Linked DNA regions of Mus musculus: region 2 is linked to region 1. A link is a contact called in public promoter capture Hi-C data. All regions are on one chromosome and are shown on one strand. Each heading gives the region's core, a stretch centred on a gene start, on an enhancer-like site or on the middle of the called end of the contact. The rest is flanking DNA. Distances are from core to core; before and after follow the strand shown. Region 1 holds the start of H3c11 (H3 clustered histone 11). Region 2 has its middle 8.6 kb from the start of H1f1.

Evidence for each region. Promoter capture Hi-C pulls out the DNA fragments that hold promoters and counts their contacts.
Region 2: a promoter capture Hi-C map of embryonic stem cells shows a contact between it and region 1, with 9 times the contacts expected there. The contact joins the enhancer-like site here to the promoter of H3c11 in region 1. A contact is called at or near these places in 9 of 39 promoter capture datasets (the HPC-7 cell line, cranial neural crest, embryonic stem cells and 6 more), 2 of 484 Hi-C or Micro-C datasets (CD8 T cells and embryonic stem cells), 11 of 115 datasets of contacts at active chromatin or transcription factors (CD8 T cells, astrocytes, cardiomyocytes and 6 more) and 3 of 9 other capture datasets (adipose tissue, liver and pancreatic islet).

The regions. Positions count from the first base shown.
Region 1 is chr13:21,780,679-21,785,076 of GRCm38.p6, forward strand. It overlaps H3c11 (H3 clustered histone 11), which reads right to left and starts at 2,719. Exons shown (of 1, transcript NM_178207.2): 1 at 2,237-2,719. The coding sequence starts at 2,692. The coding sequence ends at 2,282.
Region 2 is chr13:23,769,900-23,774,637 of GRCm38.p6, forward strand. No RefSeq gene overlaps it. Among named protein-coding and RNA genes, the nearest start is that of H1f1, 8.6 kb to the left of the region's middle. Within about 2 kb of position 2,877, at least 81 of the 459 cell types and tissues checked have an H3K27ac peak or open chromatin away from gene starts, as enhancers often do.

The sequences.
Region 1 (4,398 bases), core at 1,469-3,968:
TGGAGCGGCCAATCCACCGCCCTCTGCCCGCGGCGACTCAAGGTTACAATCCCAAATTGTGTTTGTTAGTCCCCAAATTTTTACTTACTGCCGAAAATAATAACACAGAAATTGGCAGTTTGGAGTTCCAAGGGAGAACAGCCTTCGGTTTCACGTACCTGTGTGTGCTTTTTTGAATCACGCGCAACTGACTAAAAATATTTTTAAAAATCCTTCCAGTGTTTACAAAAAAATCCACCAAGCAGAGCGCATCGTGAGAGTTACTTGCATATTTCTGTTAACTTTTACGAAGTATGCAAGGAACATTACTTAAGAGAATTTGTACAAAGATGCCGCCTTTAATTTGTGCAAGAGTAGAACTAATAGTTCTTTTGGTTTGTGCAAAAACGTTGTTTGTGTCTGTAGCAAATAACACAGGCTAGAGTGCCTGGTTGGCTCCAGACTAAAATTAACCACTTTAGATATTTCTCTTTAAAAATGGTTCAAGCTCCTAGTACTTCGCATGCATTGATATCTTTAATGGAGAACGCAATATTTCCAGTGTGATAGCGACTTCTTTGAAGTAAGGAGATTAGAAATCATTATATTTAGGAGCTGCTGGTGTAGCAGTTACCACTTGCTGCTCTTGGGGTTTGGGTTTAGTTCCCAGCACCCACAGGACAGTTTGCAACTGTCTATACCTCCTGTTCCAGGGGATCTCGGACCTTCTGCAAGACTGGCCCAGTACCAAGCATACAAGTGATGCACATACATACAGGTAGGCAAACCCTCATTCACAGAAAGGTTTAAAACATATACTTAAAAAGGAATTGCTAAATTCAGATGACAATGGCCTTATTTCTAAGTAAAAATAAATTAGATATGGTTCTGAGAAACGGGCTTTCACCATTTCCTAGGGATATTTGTAGACAGAAAATACATTAAAAAATATTTTACATTAGAAAAATTCTAAAACTTTCAAAAAATTTTCAGGGAGATCCCACTGCTCTCAAATGAGATGGCCAGTGAGATTTTGAAAGTATTTAGCAAACAGCACAGCCACACTCTTAAGTAAATAGCCAATAACAATATTGATATTTTTGCGTGTTTAGATGGCAAGCAGGCCAATATTCTAGAATACTATTGGGTGACCTATACTTATACAAATTCAAAGATTTGGAGAAGCTGGCACACATCTTTAATCCAGGAATTTGGGAGGCAGAGGCAGGTGGAACTCTGAGCTCAAGACCAGTCTGAAGTCTATAAATCTAGTTCCAGGACACCTAGGCTTACACAGAGAAACCTTGTCTTCAAAAACCAAAAAAGGAAATAAAGGAAGAAAGAAAGAAAAAAGAAAAATTAAAGTTTACTATAGTAGAAATAGAAGTCAGTTTTGCTTTGGGTGAGGAAAGATGTACAAGATTTGTACTAGTTTAATAAAGGGCATTAATAAATCACAAATAATTTTATTACTTTGTTTTCCAAAGAAACACAGTCTGGGGTTTTGCTTTGTTTTGTTTTGGACAATAGCAATCTTTCTTAAGCATAATTTATTGGGGCACACCTATAATCCTATCGATTATAACTGAAGCAAGATTAGGATTACAAGGTTTTCCGTGCTACATATTCAAGCAAGTCCAACGTTGAGCACTGGGCTACTTTTGAGTCCTTATCTATAAATAAATAAAATAAAGGAGGCTGTCTTAACAGTACAGAGGCTGGCAAGGCTGCTAAAGAATCCAACATATTTGTTACACATACTCTGGGAATGGTGTACAAAACCGGCAAGCCATATATGGTTAAAAGAAAACCACGTACGTCAGACATATTGACTCAAACTTGTCACAGCATGAAGCTAATTACAAAGGGCCAATGTTAGCACTTAAAAGGGTTCAAGATTGCCAAATTCCAAACCTTGCCCCCCCCCCCAAATAAACACACTAATCAAGTAATGTTCCTTATGAAAGCAATTTGCAGACTTAGGGAACACGCCTGGGGATTTTGCATTAACCAGTAGCACTATATAGTATCCAGAAAGCATGAATCTACAGATTTGCTGTAGGAGCTAACTTCCACACATTTTAGTTGACTGCCACCTTGAAGTCAGGTTGTTTCAAAGGCACATGCCTCTAGATTGTAAACTAACCTCACCTATATTTGAACACCTTAGGAGGATGTAGCACATATGCTCAGATACTGGAAAACATGATAGATGTTGGACCTGAGGTAGGTAAACAGCCGCTTTTTGGTGACAAAGGAGGGGGCTCTGAAAAGAGCCTTTTGTTATTAACAGGTAGGGGAATTACGCCCTCTCCCCGCGAATGCGACGGGCCAGCTGGATGTCCTTGGGCATGATGGTGACACGCTTGGCGTGGATGGCGCACAGGTTGGTGTCCTCAAACAGACCCACGAGGTAGGCCTCACAGGCCTCCTGCAGAGCCATGACAGCCGAGCTCTGGAAGCGCAGGTCGGTCTTGAAGTCCTGCGCGATCTCGCGCACCAGGCGCTGGAACGGCAGCTTGCGGATCAGCAGCTCGGTCGACTTCTGGTAGCGCCGGATCTCGCGCAGCGCCACGGTGCCGGGACGGTAGCGGTGAGGCTTCTTCACGCCGCCGGTGGCCGGGGCGCTCTTGCGGGCGGCCTTGGTGGCCAGCTGCTTGCGCGGGGCCTTGCCGCCGGTGGACTTGCGAGCGGTCTGCTTAGTACGAGCCATCTCAGTACACTAGAAAGTGAATAAAGTGGTGTTGAGATGGAAAAGCCCAAGTATATATATAACAAGCCACCCTTTTGGATTGGACAGTAAACTGCTGACATCATAGTTCCAGACAGGGGATTGGTCCGCGTTTAAACCGAGTAAGGAAAGGAAAAACGTTGCCTACATTTTATATTTAACGTACAAATTTCATCTTTTTACATAACAATTACTCTAGCAACTCCCAGAATTTATCATCTCGAGATAATGTTGGCTTTGGAGGTCAAAAGACCTCTTCGCTATTTATTTAAACAAGAGCACCGTTATTTGGGGGCAGAAATTTAATGGAAAGAAATCTGAAAGGAAAATTAACAAAAAAAAAAAAAAAAAAAAAGTTATTCCTGGAGTCATGAGCACTTCTTACACTTGATTTCGCTCAAAAACTGCTTGCAACACTTTTATGACCGGAAACTTTTAGAAGTTGCAATTGATACTGCCTTTCAGCGGTTGCGATTTTGGCGCGAAAAAAATTCAAAATCAGTGTATCTGCAACTTACTAGGGCTTTGAGATCCAGAAGGCTTTGAGATTCTGTTACTCTTCTACAGCAACACTGTAGGGGACAGGGGCATTCCCAGGTTGGCATTCATTATTTACAAGTTACAAAGTTACACCATTCAAGGTTAAAAGCGAACGCTGGGAATTCACAGATAGCAGCCCCACCCCACCGCCCAACACACACACACTATGTATACAGCTCTAGGAGACTAAGGCAGCCTTTGGAGTAACTCAGCAAGGGGTGATCTGATGATCCTGCTGAGCCAGGAAGACGATGGCAGGCTTGGTGATATTCAGCACATGACTTTTCGGGAGTGCTTGGTGCCGTTTTTTTTACCCAGGCCCTTTCCCCCACTTAATGTGGTCAAATTTGCCAGAAACAAAAGCAATAAGATCAGACAGTAAGCATGTTGTTTTATGAACAGGCTTTTTGCCTAATTGGGAATATCAGGCACAAGCAATATTTACTTGCTGTTTACCAGAGAACCTTACCAAGATTATCAGGAAAAAAGAACTGCTGAAGACGCTCATTTGAAAATAGCTCTATCCACCCCACATTCGGAGCTACCCACAGGTCATCCTTTACGAGTCAGGCGCCTAACCTGCCTTCACTCACAGCGTAGTCTTTGTGCTTGGTTGATGTACTCAGAGCCTAAGAGGGCTGAAGACAAATGTTTCTGACAATGTCAGATGTGCAAAGTGCTTTCTTTATAACAAAAGCTAAACAGCCTGCGAATTAGAATGGTAAAGGTGTATCAGTGTAGTTGAAGCTTAGATGTGCCCCTGAGCTCCCACACTTTGCCAAAATGGGTTGGTTTTTTTTTTCCATATGTAATTATTTGGGAAGGAGAGATTCAAACTCCATCTTTGTGCTGCTTCCCCCTGTGCTTTTCTCAGACTTGCCACATATCTGCTGAAAAGTGATTCCTGTTTTCTTCATTCCAAAATCATTCAAGAATCAGAGTTGTTGCTCCATTATTATTATTATTATTATTATTATTATTATTATTATTTGCAGAGGGAGGAGATAAAAAAAAAACTGGCTCCTGTCCTCTTTCTCTACCCATGGAAAACAACTGCACCCAGACATTCTCTCCATTACATTTACAAAAAAGAGGCACAATGCAGAGGCCAAAGATGACTTTATTGCTAGAAAACCCATTTTAAAGGC
Region 2 (4,738 bases), core at 1,627-4,126, 2.0 Mb after region 1:
GAGAAGCAAGCCAGTAAAGAACATCTCTCCATGTCCTCTGCATCAGCTCCTGCTTTCTGACCTGCGTGAGTTCCAGTCCTGACTTCCTTGGTGATGAACAGCAATATGGAAGTGTAAGCTGAATAAACCCTTTCCTCCCCAACTTGTTTCTTGGTCATGATGTTTGTGCAGGAATAGAAACCCTGACTAAGACAGTGGTAAAATGAGGGGTTTCTGTTAAAGATTTACACTGTTAACACAGATGTCACTTTATTCCTACTAGGGTAGTATGAAGTAACGTGTTCGAAAGGGTCATGGATTGTCTGGGAGTGGGAAGACATAACTTCAGAATACTCTAGGGGCAGATACAGGAACACCTGGCAGTCCCCAGGACTTGTTTGAATTAAGGTCATCACTGAAAGGGTGGAAAGGGTTGGCTGCATAGCTTAGAGACACCCAGTCTGGTTACAAGACTAAGAGAAACGCGGCAGCAGTGAAGGACCTGGTTAGCAGACGTAAGGAAGGCAAGTCAGTGTGGCCCTGGGCAGTACAGCCTGGGGACTCTTCTTCCAGCACTCAGTGGCACCCAGACCCTTGGCATTCCCAAGAAAGGATCTCTGTACAGCAGGGTGAGGAAAAAAAAATTGAGTTTATTTTTTAAACAAAAAGACAAGGCAGGCTTGAAGAGACTGAGGTGACAGCATTGGCTGAGGAAGCTCGCCAAGTACCCTAGCAATGTCAATCAGTGTGATGGGGGAGGGGCTTGAAGCTACCTCATCCAGGACTAAGTTTAGATGGTAGGAAGGTTGTACGCGCTGGTATGCTTGAGTTTATCCAAAGACCTCTGTCCTGGAAGAGGAGACTGCGTAGGTATATTGTGCAGCTTGCAGGTTGAAAGGGAGGGCTTAGGCAAGGAAAAGCATCGGCTACTCTTTAACAATCTCTTCTAAGCTGTTCTCTCAGAGAAGCAGTACAGTTTTCTGCAGGTGGTCAAGTAAATTACGTTGAAATTCCTGGATGTCAACCAGAGAGTCTGAAAAATCACAAGGGGGCCCTTTCCTTCTCAAGATCACTTCAGTCTCCTATGCAGCTACCCTGCCTGTCTAAAGAACGTTCTGGGTCAGAGGAATGTGAAACAGCATAATAACACAGTGACAGAGACTGAGAAACTCCCAACTCCATACTGCAGTTATACACACAGAAGTGTCCAGCCCAGTGGTGGAACAAAAGAACATGGTATTGCGTTAGCCTTTGGACTCAAATGTATGGGACCTACATAGCTGAAATGCAACCAATGCCATGGAAAGGCATGGGATCAAAGTTAAAAACAGGAAGGTTGGCAGGAGAGAGCATTTGATAGATACTAATTTGCCTTTCCTTAAAAAGTCATTTGAAAATGTAGTATGAAGCGGTGGTGGTGCACACCTTTAATCCCAGCACCTGGGAGGCAGAGGCAGGCGGATTTCTGAGTTCGAGTTCGAGGCCAGCCTGGTCTAGAGAGTGAGTTCTAGGACAGCAAGGGCTATACAGAGAAACCCTGTCTCAAACAACAACAACAACAAAATGTAGTATGAACTCTGACACTTAGAAAACTTTAATATATGGTACTTTCTTTACAGAATTGGACATTGAACTTGGAGCTCACTGCTGAGCTACAGTCCCAGTTTTATTTATTTTTCTTTTGTTCACTCCAAAGACAGCAGCAGTAAAATTGTATTCGTGTCTGTATTTCATTTTGAGACAGGCTCCCCTAAATTGCTTGAGTAGTCTGTGAACTTATTATGAGCCTGCTGCCCCCAGTCTCCATAGCAACAAGAAGGCCTGCACTTCCCAGCCCAAGTTTTAAACATCTTAATACAAACAGGCACAAAGAGACTCAGCCTTGGGCATAAGGGCGACTTCTTCCTTTTATATCGCTTCACGTTGGCATATTTGGTTTAGCTATTTTATTTGCGTTTTTCTATACCTCTCTTCAGATTCTTATTCCTTCCAGCAGCACCAGGTAGGAAAAAAAGAAGGTTAGAGGGAAAGAAGCCATAGGTCTCTTTAAACTACTTCCTGCTGAATTGGGGGGGGGGGGGGTCAAGTCCAATCTTTGTCTAGTCAGGTCATCTCCAACTTCTAGTTTCTTTTCTCTCGACCATTAGCAAGAGCAGGGGCAGGAGCAGGAACCATCAGGCGGAATGACGCTGTCTTCTTCAGAGCAAGCACCCCTTCTATTCTCCAGAGCACTCGCTGGCCTCTGGCATTTATACCCTCTTCACAGTCCCCAGAATTAAACTATCTGCATCGGGCAGAATCAAACCCCTGCCAGAAAACGCACAAGTCAAAAGTCTGCAGCTGTGGATAATCTGGACAGCCCCATGTCGCACACCTGGAATTAAAACAAAAGCCTGGCTGTGCAGTGGTGACGCTCGCCTTTAATCCCAGCACTTGGGAGGCAGAGGCAGGCGGATTTCTGAGGCCAGCCTGGTCTACAGAGTGAGTTCCAGGACAGCCAGGGCTATACAGAGAAACCTTGTCTCGAAAAATCAAGAAAAATAAAAGCATGTTTACATATCATAACAAGTTTTTAAAGAAACCAAGTCTACTACACAGACATATCTAAAAGTGTAAGCGTTCATTACATTATTTGGGAGGTAAAATAGGAATTCCACTCAAGTCTTGCACAAGGAAGGTCAGTTAGGTCTACCACGCCAGAAAGAGCGGATCACATTTAGGCTCTGCCCATCCTCCACTTTCCTCAATCTTGGGAGCTCACAGGTCTTGTCTCATTCTATTGCCATCTTCACTCCCAGACATCCATTCCAACCCCGACCTTGCAGTGTAGAGAACCACAGCCTATCCGCCCAGCCTCAGGCGCTTGGCTCACAGTGACCTACCAGATGATTGGACGCTGGGTCTGAGCAGACCAATCAGAAGCGTCGGAAATCAAGCCTTGTGGCAGCGCGGGGTCCTGAGGAGTTAAGCTTACCACCCCAGGCGGTTCTCCCAGGAGGCGTCTCCGCCTGCAGTTCAGAGCACATCTCATTAATAGCCGAAATAATACCGTGAAATCTCACATGACGATTTTCCTTTTTCTTTTTCAGGACAAAATATGGCAAACTTCTTTTTTAGTTATTTACACAGTATTTAAGTTAACAGAGCAATGGGTTTCTTTACACTTGTGGATATTATACATCTTTCCTGGTTGCTGCTCACTGGTTCTTCTGCGCCCAAAGAAGACTCCTCTGCCTTCCGGTCAGCTCTCGGTGCCCTCTCATTCTCCCATATCTATTCTTACAACCTCTCCTTCCCTTTCCAGTCCCGTTTCTAGTTTAATCAACCGCCCCACCCCCACCCCAACACAAACAAACTTAAATCTAGTTTTCATATATGAGAAAACATACACTATTTGTTTCTGGGTTTGTTTTATTTTTCTTTAGGTTAGCATGATTTCTGGCTCCAAACATTTTCACAAGAAATAAACTCATGATTCTTTCCTTACAGAACCTATTGTTTTAAATATTGAGTTGACAAGTCTAAACACACACACACAGCTGTGTGTGTGAGAGAGAGAGAGCTGTGTGTGTGTGTGTGTGTGTGTGTGTGTGTGTGTGTGTGTGTGTGTGTGTTAAATTCCCTTGCAGCTCATTGGACAGCTCTGGAGTTGAAGGTTCTCTGGATAATCGGACTTGGTTCCCTACTGCTGATCCAGCTGATGGGGAAGACATTGATTCAGGGTGCCTCACAGGCCAGGGCCTGTGAGGTCTCTGCCTCCCATCTGGTACTGCCCTCTATAGGAGGTTGACCACAAAGCCTTGGAACAAAATCAGAAGAGAGACAGTGAGATGGATTTATTATGAGAAGGCAGGGGCTCAAATCTTTTCCTGATCGTTTGGGAGTGGCTTTATTTTTAGCTGGGCATGGTGGTGGGCATGCAGCTGTAATCCCAGCATTTGGGGGGTGGACGCAGAAGGATCAATGTTTAAGGTCATCCTCAACTACTTAGTTGGTGTGGGGAGGGGTGCGTAAGAGAGCGGGAGAGGATAGATGCTTTTCAATAACTTAATAATTTGATGATAAAGTTCGGTAATTTCATTAAAATCCCTAGCACTTCGTTCCTGAACTTCCTAGGAGCCCAGGGTCACAGCTCCAGCACACCACTTGAGGAAACAGGGGACAGAGAGAAGGGTTCTCTAATCCATTTTCACCCGTCTGTTCATAGTCAGAAATCATAGTCAGAGATCTAGCTCTTCCACAGAAAGGGTTAATGGTAGTGTTTCTCTTTCACGTTTTATCTTTAATAGGCTCAGAATGTACAGTGCACTAATGCAGGTGGCAGGAGTGCCTCTTAAACAGCAGGGACACTCAGAAACTAGCTAAGAACTATCAATTAGAGAGTCAAATCATCTGGAATGGACACCTTAACTTGATTTAAGAACATAAATACTAACCTTGTTTACAGTGGGTTTCTACTGTTAACATTACTAGTGCTTAAAGATCTTTTTTGTTTTCCTAGACGGGGCTCCCTATGTAGCTGTGGCTGTCCTGGAACTCACTATGTAGACCAGGCTGGCCTGGAACCAACAGAGATCTGCCTGCCTCTGCCTCTAAGAGGGAGTAAAGGTGTGTCTCATCATGGCCAGCTATTAAAGACCTTTCATGTTTGCTTTGTGCCTGTGAGAGATGTGACCCGTGTAATTGTTGTGTGTAAAATACAGTTGTTGTTCTTAGATGCATTTATGCATTTTTTCTCCTTTCTTGTTTTTGGATTTTA